3 separate regions of the Mus musculus genome follow, and regions 1 and 3 are each linked to region 2. A link is a contact called in public HiCAR-type and HiChIP or PLAC-seq data. All regions are on one chromosome and are shown on one strand. Each heading gives the region's core, a stretch centred on a gene start, on an enhancer-like site or on the middle of the called end of the contact. The rest is flanking DNA. Distances are from core to core; before and after follow the strand shown. Region 1 overlaps Gm36709 (a long non-coding RNA gene). Region 2 overlaps Prkca (protein kinase C, alpha). Region 3 overlaps Prkca (protein kinase C, alpha).

Region 1 (4,076 bases), core at 558-3,057, 150 kb after region 2:
AGGGCCTCCCTCTAAGTCCAAAAGCTCATCAGTTAGCTGGACTGGCCAGCTGGGGGCTCCAGGGATCTCCCTGTGTGTACTGCATCACACTGTGGGTTTGGAAAACAGGGAGCTGGGGTCTGGAGAGATGGCTCAGAAAGATTACAGATGTGCACTACCACAGCTGGTTTGTGTTCTGCTGGACCCAGCGCTGAGAGAAAGCACTCTGTCAACTGAGCTGCCTGCCCAGATGTCTTTCTTCGGAAACACTCTAGAGAAGCCTGGTTCTTGCATCTTCTCTTCCTTAACCCTTGTCAGCTGTCCTCTGCTCCAGACCTGCACTCTAGTGACCGCATCCTCCCAAAGATCACTGCTCACTGTAATCCACAGATCACTTGAGCTTCTAATCGTCTGTGTGATGTCCCCATCTCTCACCTCACAACTCACTATTCCAGTAGCTTTCTAAAATACCAGTGCTAGTAACTGCTACCCAGTGTCATCTGTCCCTTCTTCCTGTTTTCTTTGGAGAGGTATCTCATCCAGGCTGAAACACGGTACTTCCAACTGCTTTGTCAGCTTAGAAGTGAGCTCGAAGCAGAAGAAAAGAGAGTAGCCTAGACACCTACCAGTCAGGCTCTTTGGTGGCTTGAACAGAGCCCCGATTTCTAAAAGTTCCTTTCCCTCACCCAGCCAGGCCTTTGGAGACTTGCGATCAGTGAGGACATTCTCCCGAATGACGGGGAGCTCTCTCACTTCCACAACATGGGTATAGTGGAAGTGTCGAATAGATTGTTGTCACTGTAGGTTTGGGGATTCCCTAGAAGTGAAATGGAAAATGCATTTGGGGAGATGAGGGTTTCTGCATAAAACATTGAGAACGGCTCCTAATCGCCTTTTCTGGCACACTGGATGACATATCCAGAGACTCTGAAGCTGCAGAGGATGGGCAGAGGAGAGTCTGACCTGTCTTAGGAGGAGCCAGATTTCTGGGGCTCCTCTTAGCTGAAGCAGGGTGAGAATGCACAGGTTTCCACATGGGCAAGATTCAGGGGAGAGCTGAGAGGCCCACATGCTCAGTGGAGATCCCTGGAAAAGCAGTAAGCCTGGATTCTCAGGCAGGGTTGAGATCAGACTCTGGGGGGTGCGGGTGGGGCTTCTGCAAGGTCAGGGCCACGTAGTTGTTTGTTTAACATAGTGAAGAGCCAAGTAGGAAAAGATATGCCCTTGGAGGTTGCTGGGGAACGCCTGTGGCACACACCCTCCCCCTCTCCCCCCCTCCCCCCATCCCCCCATCCCCCCAACGCTCCTGCCTCGCCCCACCCCAGAGCTGGAACTTTGGGCTTCAGAGACTCATTGTGGCACAGTGTATCTCTCTGCGGGGATTGTTTGCTTAGTGACACATCTTCCTGATACCTTGTGGTCATTCAACTGGCTAGGCTGGAAGTGTGTGCCAGCTTACTGAGTCAGCTGCTGGAAGGACTGTTTTAGACACGTAATCCTTCTAGAAGGCAGTGGGCAGAGGGGTAAGGAGGCTTGTAGCAGTCAAGCAAATTCCTGAGACTTTGAATAATGTCTACTTCTCTTCTGAGCCTCCTCTGTTTTCTGGACAATAATTCGGGAGCAGTAAAACCTACCTCCTTTGTGCTAAGACCAACTGAGGTTGCATATTTTCTTTTCTTTCTTTCTTTTTTAAAAAACAGGGTCTCTTATATTCGATGATGGACTTGAATTCTCTTTGTAGCCAAGGGTGACCTTGAACTTCCAGCCCTCCCGCCTCTACCCACTGAGTTCTGGCACTCCAGGCACGTGCTACCATGACCCAGCTGCAAGGTGCTAGAGTTCAAACTTCACGTGTGCTAAGCAAACACATTACCAGCTAAATGACACCTCTATCCCCGAGGCTTCGTATTAAAGCAGCCGTCATACCTCAGCCACCAAAATCTCACCTTAGCACCTCTTAAATATAGGTTACAGTGTGCAACCTTCTGAGTTCCAGATTCTATGGGTCCAGGTGGGACTTGAGAATTTGTACTTTGACTAAGTCACTAGCTGGATCTGCCACTTTTCACTGTGGAGCCAGCATTGGAGATGTAGCCCTTTAAAGCATCCAGGCTGTCTGGGATTTATATGTGGTTTTAGTGAGCTCCTATAGTCTTTTTATTCAGGTGATAGAGTCTGTAAGCCAATGCTTTGATTTCTGGTTTGTTTGTTTCTTTTTGCAAAGATACTATTAAGTTTTCCTGTCTTCCAGATATCAGCCTACTCTGCCAGAAAATAGAAACATATATTATAGCCTTTTTGTAGAAACAGTAATGACAAACCTAACCTTTCCTAAAATTTAGTGGTGGAGGGAGGCAGGGGGGATGTGCCAGGACACTTATTCAGAGGCCAGAGCACAACTGTGTAGAGTCGGCTCCCTCCTTCCACCTTCATTTGAGTTCCAGAACTTACCTCAGGTTCCCAGACTTTTATAGCAAGCACCTTTACCCGCTGAGCCACCTCATTAGCCCCATAATATTTATAGAAAGCATTCGTAAATATAGTCTGGTTCAATCTTCACCAAAACCTCATTCTGTGCTTCAGAGAAATCAATTACTTTAGTCAGATTCAAAGGGCTAGAGAAAAAGACAGAGCCTGGACTCAAACTTGGGTTTTCCACTCCATTCAGTTATTCTTCCCACCAAATCTTGGTGTCTTCATTTTCTCCATTGCTAGTACAGACTATTTTTCTGTTTTCTGTTTGTTTGTTTGTTTGTTTGTTTGTTTTGGTTAACATACATGTCATGGGTCTTGAGTGAAGCAATTGATTCACAGCAGTTTGAAAGTTTTTCAGTTTTATGGCCAACACCCCAGGAGCAGTGCACAGCAGCAGGTAGACACGCCTGATGTTTCGTGTTAGAGCATTTACCACTGAGGCATGTATGCTGAATTTCAACCAGGAAACGGTGCCTTACTCTTCAACAGAGACACTCCTTGTCCTATAGGGCTGTGTTAGAGGCAGCCTGTCCGTGTGGGAGAGAACAAGAAACAGAGGTGCGTGTTCAATCGACGATTGCTGAAAAGCAATTGGAAATTGCTTTCTATCCAGGGAAAACAAGAAAAGCCATCTAGCCATTTGCCAGGAATGGGAAATTTGCAGGAGTGAAAAAAAAAAAAAAACCAAAATGAAACAGCATTGGCTTCCTTTGTGGTAGGATGGAGAGCCAAGAAGACATTCTTACACTGTGCCATTAGGGAATTGCTTTCTTGCAGAGAGGAGCACTGTAGGGCAGGCTGGCAGGAGGAGGAAGTTAAAGAGTAGAGCTGCTGGAACCCACAAACTTGGCTTCAGATCAGCCTGTCTGTCCTTTGCTTACTGGACAACCCCAAGCAAGTCACCATCCTCTTTGACAGCAGCCACTTCTCCGTGGCTGTGGTGGGAAAAAATAGGCTAGAAGGGTTCCTGATAGCATCCCACACCATCAACAAACTGCTTCTCTCCTCCACTAATGCCATTGACCCCATCTGCCTTTACAAAAACTGAAGAGACCACGCTTTTCCTCCGTGATGCCTGAGAACAGGTGAACAGACTTGGAAACTCACGGCCCTCTAGTTTTAACTGTCAAGTTGACACAACCCAGAGTAAGCTAAGACTTCGAGATCCAGGGGTTGGCCATATCAGACTGGCCAGGGGGAATATCTGAGGGGGATTATTTTGATTGTTAATCATAGGAGTGCCCAGACCACTGTGGGTGGCACCATCCCCTGCATAGGTGGTTCTAGGCTGTATAAGAAAACTAGCCAAGGATGGGTCTGCAAGTGAGCCAGCAGGCAGCATTTCTCCATGGCTTCTTTCCTTTTTATTAGTACTTTGAGAGTTTCGTACATTTTTTTTTATCATATTCACTACCCCCCCCCAGTACTTCCCAGATTCACCCCACTTTAAAACCCACCCAACTTTGTGTCAAACAAAACAAAAATAAAACAAAAACCCTCAAGATCAATTCATGCTGTCCAAAATGTTCTTTGATTTGTTGTCCTTCACTAGAGTACAGTTGACTTACAGGGGGTTAGGGGCTACACTCTTAGAGAAAATGGACCCTTGCTTCCATAGCAGT
Region 2 (3,873 bases), core at 981-3,480:
CTCAACTACTGAGCCACCTCCGCTTTTTAAGATTCATGCGAAGGGTGGGAGGGGGGCACAGGAAAGCTGTTATCTGATAGATGGGTTGTGTTTGTTTTCATTATATTTTATTTTCTCTAATGAACATTAATCACTTAATAATTTTCTTTTCTTTTATAAATTTGGTGTCCATCACACCTACTCCTACATTAAACAAATCACTACCCTGGCTATGAAGCAGCAAGAAAGGAATGGGAAGATGTGTTCCTAGCAAGCCCTGGTAACATAACAGGCTTTGTCTTCAGCAAATATGTTGGTAACAAGTAGATACTCAGAATGCCATGGGTAGGCCGAAATATAATCTGTCTGTGGCCAGATACAGTGTGGGAGGGGAGGGGTGGGGAAGGGGCAGATTGGGAGGGGTCTTGAAAGTGGTGACCACAGGAAAAAAAGAGAGAAACCATAACTATGGAGACTCCCTGGCATTTTGTGGTGTGACATTTTCTGTCCTCACAAGGCACCCCACCATAGTCTGTGGCCTTCTTGCTTGGATTAAGACCAAATCGAAAATTACAGCCCAGGAGGGACCTGGGCTGAGTTATATTCCCTCCATGCTTCCTCGGGGGAGAGACAGCAAAGCATTGGAGGAATCTGGAAAACAGAGAAATGGTCCTCTGGGAGGTAAGAGGGAGCAGTGAGTGGGATACCCGCTGGTCCCCACTCTTCTGGACTCCAGGGAGGGTCAACTCTTACTTCCAGCTTCCTACCATCCCTCGCAGGACCAGCTCAGGGTAGGTGCTTTGTCCAGCCACAACTCGGATCTGGATGCCTTGCAGGGCCTTGCTGCATCCACTCCAGGTCAGGGTGATGTTGGGACCGAACCAAGTAGAGGAAAGTGCTCTTGTTAAAGTCAGATATCAGCTGTCTGCCGCTCATGTCAGTGTTGGGCCCTGAGCGAGATGTCCACTCTGGTTCGCCATGAAGAAAAGTGCATCTTCAGAAGCGTACTGCTCGGCCAAATGCAAGCCACTGTTCTCAGATGTGTTCCTGGCAGCCAGAGATGTAGCCTGCCCTACCAAATGAGAACACGGAATTCCTCCGCTTCTGAAACAGCCATGTAGCTGCAAGAAGTTTTGCTTTGACTCACGGACAACAAAAAGTAGCTTGCTTGCTTTCCGGCTTGCTTATTTTCTTATACATCACCTTTCCTTGCAGTTAACTATGAGGGACAAACCCAGATAAAGCAAAAGCCCATTCTATATCGTTGTCATTTTCTTAAGGCCAAAATACCCAACAGAAAATATATATTTATTTGATTAACTTTGTTGTTTGAGAGGCATCATGTCTTCAGCTTGTATTTTAGCTGAGCAGAAATATGAAAGAAGCTGAGAAGGAATGTGGGAACAGCAAGCTAGCATTCTCAAGAGCAAAGGTGTCGCAGCAGGGAAGAGAACAGGGAGGGGAGGAACTGGACAAATGCGCTCTGCAGAGCAAAGGAAGCATCCTTTATTATATGAATTTGTATTTGTTTGTTTTTATGGTGCCAGGGACCAAACCACAGTCTCCTCAGTGCAGGGCAGATGCTCCACCACTGAGAGACCATCTCAGCCACCATTTCTCATCTAAAAGTATGGGCACTGTTTCTGATAGTTACTTGAGCTCAAGAAAAAATGTTCCCCTACGTGTTGTGCTCACTATAAAGTAAGACACCACTGATTCTCTTGTTTACAAATGAAACTGGGCTTGTTTACCTTAAGCCAACCAGGAATGTTGTGCTATATTTAATAACTATTCCAAGTAAAATCTGCTGTAGTAGCGTGCAGTGGGGAGACAGCAAGAGGGCAATGCCTTATTCAAGCTCCTTGGTGTCGCTGAACCTCGACTGTTCAAGGTAATAATGATGTCCAATGCTAGGGTCTAAGTCTATAAGGTATTCTGCAGTTTAAAAACCTCCCCACACCATCTCTCACCAGCAGTTGAGATGGGTGGTCACCCTCTGCAAGTTGCTCAAAGGCGGGAGAATGAGAAGACTTGCTACACCTATGCAGAGAGCCACCATTAGAACCCAAGTTCAGAGAAGCTAAGGAGACAGCGCACGACCACGCGACCAACCCTCTCTTGCAGTTTCTGTTTGGGTGCTAGTGTGGTTTTACTTTCAATTCGAACATTCCTTCCTACAAGGAGAAACGAATTACTCTCCAGCATCAAATGCCAGCTAACTTCAACCTGAGGACATGAGTCATCCCCAGCCTCTTTTAGGAAGAAGAAGGGTTAAAGTTTGAATTCCCACTGAGACTTTCCCTCCTTGACCCCTGTGGGAGGGAATGCCCCAGGCCAAGCTTTTTCTAGTAACACTGATCCAGGTCCCACTGTTGTCCCCTGCACTGGAGAGACGAAATAAGGTCAACTTCATTTAAAATCTCAAACATCTAAATCTTTGTGCTTTATGGAAAAAAAAATGATGTCTGAATTTTAGTGGGAGACTTATCAGTTCTCAGCAGCATGGGTTCTATCTTTGATTTATTTATTTCTGTAACGTTCAATGTAGCAAACTGAATATGAATAATAATTTGCCAAGAAGTTTGTCCCGTGTTGTGATGAATGCGAAAGAACCTGGAAGGGAGAGGCAGCTGCTTGCTGTTCATGTTGGAAACTTTCCAGAATAACTCAGAGGCCCCCTGTCCCCCAAACTCCCTAAGCAATTGCCTAGGAGTCCAGCGAGGGCTTCCAGAGTCGGAGAGCTTGCCAGTAGCACATGACGCATACACAGGGCCTCTGGCTGAGCTTCAAGCTCTCAGTCACTCCATGAGGGACCAGTCCCCACCTCTCTGCTCGGCTGCCAGATGTTTCCTCCACCCACACAGAAATTCTTTCCACATGTGCAGCTTGATTGCTGAAAAAGTCTACCCATTGACCATAGAGAAAGGTACAGGCTTGCCCCAGAATCCTTGCGAGCGTGAGGGACAGGGTTCCGCACACAGCAGTGAGCAGTAGATGCGCTGTGTTTTCTCAGGTTACAGAACTGACAATGGTTTCCTAGCACTTAGTGGGGAGAGTACTTGCCGCACAAGAATGGGGACCCGAGTTTGAATCCCCAGATCCCAAGAAAGAACCAAGAGACAGACAGATCCCCAGGACTTGCTAGACAGATCAAATTAACAAGCCTCAGGGGTACTGAGAGAACTTGTCTCAAAAAGTATGGAGGAGAATTATAATCGAGGGCATCCAAAGATGACATTTAGCCTCTGCACACACCTTCATGCTGCCTGAGCGTGAGTACCCACCACAGGCAAACACTGGGCAGAACGGCTTCCCATTGGAGAACTGGGTGCCTAAGGCAGAAAAGCAAGGCAGAAAAGCTGCTGGCTTCTTACTGAGGTCATTGTGGTGTCTGGTGTGCTCTGTAGTGTTTCCGGTATACTCTGTATGTGTGTCTGGTGTGCTCTGCATGTGTTTCCGGTATGCTGCTGTATGTGCGTCTGTGTGCTCTGTATGCATGTCTGTGTGCTAATGTCAAATCTTACACAATAAGAAAGTGCTCAGCACAAATACTTCCAGAAACAGTTTAAATGTGTCTCGGTTCAGTGAATTCGCTCCCTTGTGTAGGAAATTGAGATCACACACTGGAGGCAGCTGTCCACCCCTTTGCTCATAATCAATGTCCGCGCTCTGCACACACATCAGTGGATCAGCTGCTATGTTTCCTCCACCCCAACTCTTAGAATAAGTCAAATTTAGGAGACCTTACTATTCAGACACTGCACAATGATACATGTGTCATAGAATCACACAGTACCCCAAATATTTATAACTTTGATGGTTCCATGCATCAGTTGAAATTAAATTTAGAGACTGGCAAAACAAATGTGCAGTTAAAAGCACTTGCCCCCAAGC
Region 3 (4,029 bases), core at 344-2,843, 150 kb before region 2:
TGCCTGCCCCTCTAAAGGCCCCTCTTCAGGTTATAAAAGATCCATGTCCTTGTGGGAGCATTTTCCCTAGATAGAAATGGCTGTGAAGATGGAGTGAAGAGCAGCTGATCAGTTACTCCGATGTCTGCGACATGGGCCAGAATGCCGAAGGATCAGGCTAGCATCAGCACCAATTATCTGGACCCATGCTGACAGTGAAGGTTGTTCCCCACAATGTGGAGGGCAAAGAAGATGCTGGGGGGAAAGCAAGAAGCCAGGTTGCCTGCAGAGATACAGCATCAACAACTAGCAGCAAATGAAGAGTGGCAGCTCACTGTAAACCCACTGGAGGATGCACAGGCCGTCAGGTCAGCCCTGGGGTGGCTGTCCTGCCAGCTGACTCTCACACACATCTCTATTGATGTGGCACATGGGCAATGGGCCCCTCTTTCAGGAAAACCTAAGTCTCACTCATCTGACACCCATATGGCATCTCCAGGCTCTAACTGCCAGGAGATGTAGAAAGAGAGGAAGTCATGACTTCTACTTCTTGTGTGTGTGTGTGTGTGTGTGTGTGTGTGTGTGTGTGTGTGTGTGTGTGTATGTGTGTGTGTGTGGTGTCTGGAGAGCCACCAGGTCCCAGAATCCTTCACTACCAAAAGTGCATGGGGGGCCCTCAATTTTATTTATAAATTATAATAGGTGTATGTGCTCATGTGAACTCCAGCAGCATATGACCATATGCAAAGGGTTTACAACTTGATAAGAGCTGGAAAAATATAAGAGGCTATTATGGTGTTAGCCATAGAAATAAACTTCACGAAGCCCAAGGTTTCTCTAAAATACTTCAGCGGCATGGACAGTTATGGAAACATCCAGTGATCTGGGTGATTCCAGCCTTGACTGGGGGTCAGAATGGAGGCTGAACGGGGAATATCTCTTCGGTCTGGCTTCTAGCACATTGTCTCTAGCCCTCCAGAGAGTTCCTTGGCAATCAACCCTATGTGGTAAATTTGAAACTGCTCAGTGGCCCAGATTAGCTCATGCATGGTCCCAGCTTAAAGGTCACGCTGATGTTATTGCCTGTGGAGAAGGATGAAGGAGAAACATGGAAACTCATCCCGTGTAATGCATGGCTCCAGGCCTGACAAGAGAAACAACCTTGTTACCTAAACGGGACTCACCATGCTTCACAGAAAGCCACTGGAGCAGAAACCTGCCCAGGCCGTCTGTATTTATAGCAGAGCCTCTGAGGAGCAGAGTGTTGGCCTTCTCTGGGCCTCAGGTTTCTCTATCTGAATCCTGGACCATGGAGGTGGGAATAGGGTTCCACATGAGGTCTCACAGGGCCCCGAGCTTGTCAGGAGGTGCCGGGTGCCGGGTGCCGCTGAGGGTGGGGAGGGAAGAGAGCAAAGCGGGGAGGCGAGGCTGCTGCTAAGATTAAAGTTGGAAACAACTGTACTAAATAGTCCCTTCAATTCTGTCTTGATATTTAGAAAAAGAAAACACCAACAAAACCCTTTTTATTTTGAAATCACTTAAGACTCACAAGAATTTGCAAAACAAGTACAGCCTGTTCCTCTTTGCTCTTCATCCTGCTTTCCCAGCGAGAGCATCTTACATAACCACAGCACATTAGTGGAGAGGAGATGCTGCCGCCCTGCCGCCAGCTGACTTGCGGCATCCTCAGGTCTCTAGATTTTCTATGCATGGTTATAACAAAGGGCTTGCATTGTACAACATGTGAATTGAATAGACCGTGTGCTGGGGAGGGAATCCAGTCTTGTTTGCTGAGCACATAGCATGGACTCGAGAGGCACAGCAACAGAGGAACCTGTCCGTGAGACCCATAACTGACGGATCTCACGTGAAGGGGTTGATTGAGGAGGGCGACTCCAAAGATCTATCCAAAAGTAGAAGTGGAAAGTTCCTCTCTAAGTAAACACACATGTCGTGACCTCTGTGGCCAGTTCTTAACAGAGTCATTTCAAATATCTGGCTGACTGAGGGCTCAGCCAGGTGTGCAGCCAGCCTGGGTCATGGGGAGATTGAAAGGCTGTGGGCCTTCCAGGTGGAGAGTCACCAGCTTCAGTGGGGGCTGAAGCCTAAGTGTGTTTATGTGTAAGTGTTGCAGGTCCTTGGGTCCTAAACAGCATTGGAGCTCCCTCTCTGTTACACCCATAGTCCCTGGCACCTTTACCTGGTGGCAGTACCCAGTGTATTTCACCTAGGTCTTTGCCCGTGATAGCTTCTACCTGCCACAGCCACAAGAATTCTGCCTGTTGCGGCTGATTCAGGGGTAGTAAGAAAGAACAGTGTTTTCTTTCAGAGGACACACACATACACACACACACACACACACACACACACACACACGCCCTAACCAAGCAGTCTGAAGCAAAGGAAAGATCTCTGAACCAACATCACTAAATCAGCAACTGCGATAGAACCAAGACAGGCTATTGAGGTTGAAGTATAAACGGCATCTCTGAGCTCCCCAGGGAGCAGGGTGAGAAGGCAAAACAATCAGAGGAGGATTCTCTGGGATTGCAAAGCCGAGTCCACAAATCTCCCAGCCCATCTCTAGCATTAGTTGTCTCTGTCACGGTACACCCACGCTCCACACGGCAACTACATCCTCACAGAACTGAGCTTCTATCATACTTTGCTTGAAGGTTCTAGAGAAAACTGCCCCATGGGTCATGTGTGGTAAGCTTGGTCCTAGTACATAAAGAAGGGTCTGTCTTAGAGTAATCCCCTCTAACGAGGTTAGTGGTCTTTCCCTTTAGCGAAGCATGTGTAAATGCTCCTTGAACTTTTGGGCAGCCTCTGTTTGAAGGGAGTATAAAACCCTCTGTCCTGCAGATGCTGTCCTGGCCTGTTACATTCTAACAGAAAGGCTCAAAGGCTCCACTCAGAAACTCCTGCTGTACGTGGTGGAAATGGAGGCTTGGCCTACAGGCTGTCTCATAGGCACAAATAAAATCTCACTTGTGAATCTAAATCTGGAATTATTTCCAAAAAAATCAATCAGAGGGGGAGGGGAGGATGCAAATTCTATCATAGCGTCTGCTAGCCTGCATCTTATCTCTTAGTTCTAAATATCATAGCTTGACCAGCTTTCCCTGGAAAACTGTGTCAACATTCCTATCAAGATGTTTCCAAGACCTCTTTCCTCCTCCTCTTCCTCCTCCTCCTCCTCCTCCTCCTCCTCCTCCTCCTCTTCCTCCTCCTCTTCCTCCTCCTCCTCCTCCTCCTCCTCCTCCTCCTCCTCCTCCTCCTCCTCCTCCTCCTCCTCCTCCTCCTCCTCCTCCTCCTCCTCCTCTTCTTCTTCTTCTTCTTCTTCTTCTTCTTCTTCTTCTTCTTCTTCTTCTTCTTCTTCTGAAGTTGGTTAAAAACAAGCCCTTAGATCTGCACCGCATAGATTTTGATGCTGATGGAGCTTTGGACTTCCTATATTCTTCCTGGCTGGACTCTATGTACGTACTAAAGGCAATGTGTTCTAGGTGAGTTTGCAATCTATCTTTAAGGATGGCGAGTGGTCCAGCCATGGGCAGAATTTAGCCTTTGGATGATCCCTGAGCTGAAGGAGGCAGCAGCTGCTAAGGATGGAGATGAGAATGGGTCCATGTGAACAGATGCTTCACAAGCCCTTTTTATCTGATAAATAAGGAAGGCAAGCTTTGGCTGGTGTGTGTGTGTGTGTGTGTGTGTGTGTGTGTGTGTGTTCCCATCCTGCATTTCCTACCCATATCTGAATTCCTCCAACATGCCCTGGAGGTTTCTCAGAGGACCTAAATGCCTATCCTTGAAAGCCTCAGGGTCAGGCTTTCTGAGTTCCTGGGGCTGTTTTTAATCCAGTGGAGCTCTGGGGCGCGACTTCCTTGTGTGGCTCCTCCAAGCTGCTTCCTCTGAATACCAAGGAAAATTCCCTGCTCTTACCATCTGATGTGTTCTCATGAATCATACTTGGAAGCCAGGCTTGGGTCTAAATGTCACCCGCATGCTGACTACACAGGCAACACTGAATACTCTGCTCCAAGGGTAATA

What was found. HiChIP or PLAC-seq counts read pairs in DNA pulled down with a chosen protein or histone mark. HiCAR-type assays count read pairs that join an accessible place to other places.
Region 1: a CTCF HiChIP or PLAC-seq map of the NIH/3T3 cell line shows a contact between it and region 2, with 22 read pairs. The contact joins two enhancer-like sites. A contact is called at or near these places in 6 of 15 datasets of contacts at CTCF or cohesin (the NIH/3T3 cell line, embryonic stem cells, large pre-B cells and 1 more), 52 of 484 Hi-C or Micro-C datasets (the AML12 cell line, the C2C12 cell line, CD8 T cells and 21 more), 8 of 115 datasets of contacts at active chromatin or transcription factors (the NIH/3T3 cell line, bone marrow-derived macrophages, embryonic basal ganglia and 5 more) and 3 of 9 other capture datasets (adipose tissue, embryonic stem cells and pancreatic islet).
Region 3: a HiCAR-type map of fibro-adipogenic progenitors shows a contact between it and region 2, with 2.3 times the contacts expected there. The contact joins two enhancer-like sites. A contact is called at or near these places in 1 of 15 datasets of contacts at CTCF or cohesin (the NIH/3T3 cell line), 3 of 484 Hi-C or Micro-C datasets (cerebral cortex, conventional type 1 dendritic cells and uterus) and 4 of 115 datasets of contacts at active chromatin or transcription factors (bone marrow-derived macrophages, effector CD8 T cells, fibro-adipogenic progenitors and 1 more).

What each region holds. Positions count from the first base shown.
Region 1 is chr11:108,363,999-108,368,074 of GRCm38.p6, forward strand. It overlaps Gm36709 (a long non-coding RNA gene), which reads right to left. Exons shown (of 4, transcript XR_880267.2): 4 at 2,832-2,981. Among named protein-coding and RNA genes, the nearest start is that of Gm36709, 15 kb to the right of the region's middle. Within about 2 kb of position 1,808, at least 67 of the 459 cell types and tissues checked have an H3K27ac peak or open chromatin away from gene starts, as enhancers often do. A contact at or near this core is called in the HL-1 cell line, the NIH/3T3 cell line, embryonic fibroblasts and 1 more, where this site is marked.
Region 2 is chr11:108,212,896-108,216,768 of GRCm38.p6, forward strand. All of the region lies in intron 2 of Prkca (protein kinase C, alpha), which reads right to left. Among named protein-coding and RNA genes, the nearest start is that of Gm11655, 42 kb to the left of the region's middle. Within about 2 kb of position 2,231, at least 176 of the 459 cell types and tissues checked have an H3K27ac peak or open chromatin away from gene starts, as enhancers often do. A contact at or near this core is called in the HL-1 cell line, the NIH/3T3 cell line, cerebral cortex and 4 more, where this site is marked.
Region 3 is chr11:108,060,713-108,064,741 of GRCm38.p6, forward strand. The region is part of intron 3 of Prkca (protein kinase C, alpha); the gene reads right to left. Among named protein-coding and RNA genes, the nearest start is that of Gm51922, 50 kb to the right of the region's middle. Within about 2 kb of position 1,594, at least 42 of the 459 cell types and tissues checked have an H3K27ac peak or open chromatin away from gene starts, as enhancers often do. A contact at or near this core is called in cerebral cortex, fibro-adipogenic progenitors and uterus, where this site is marked.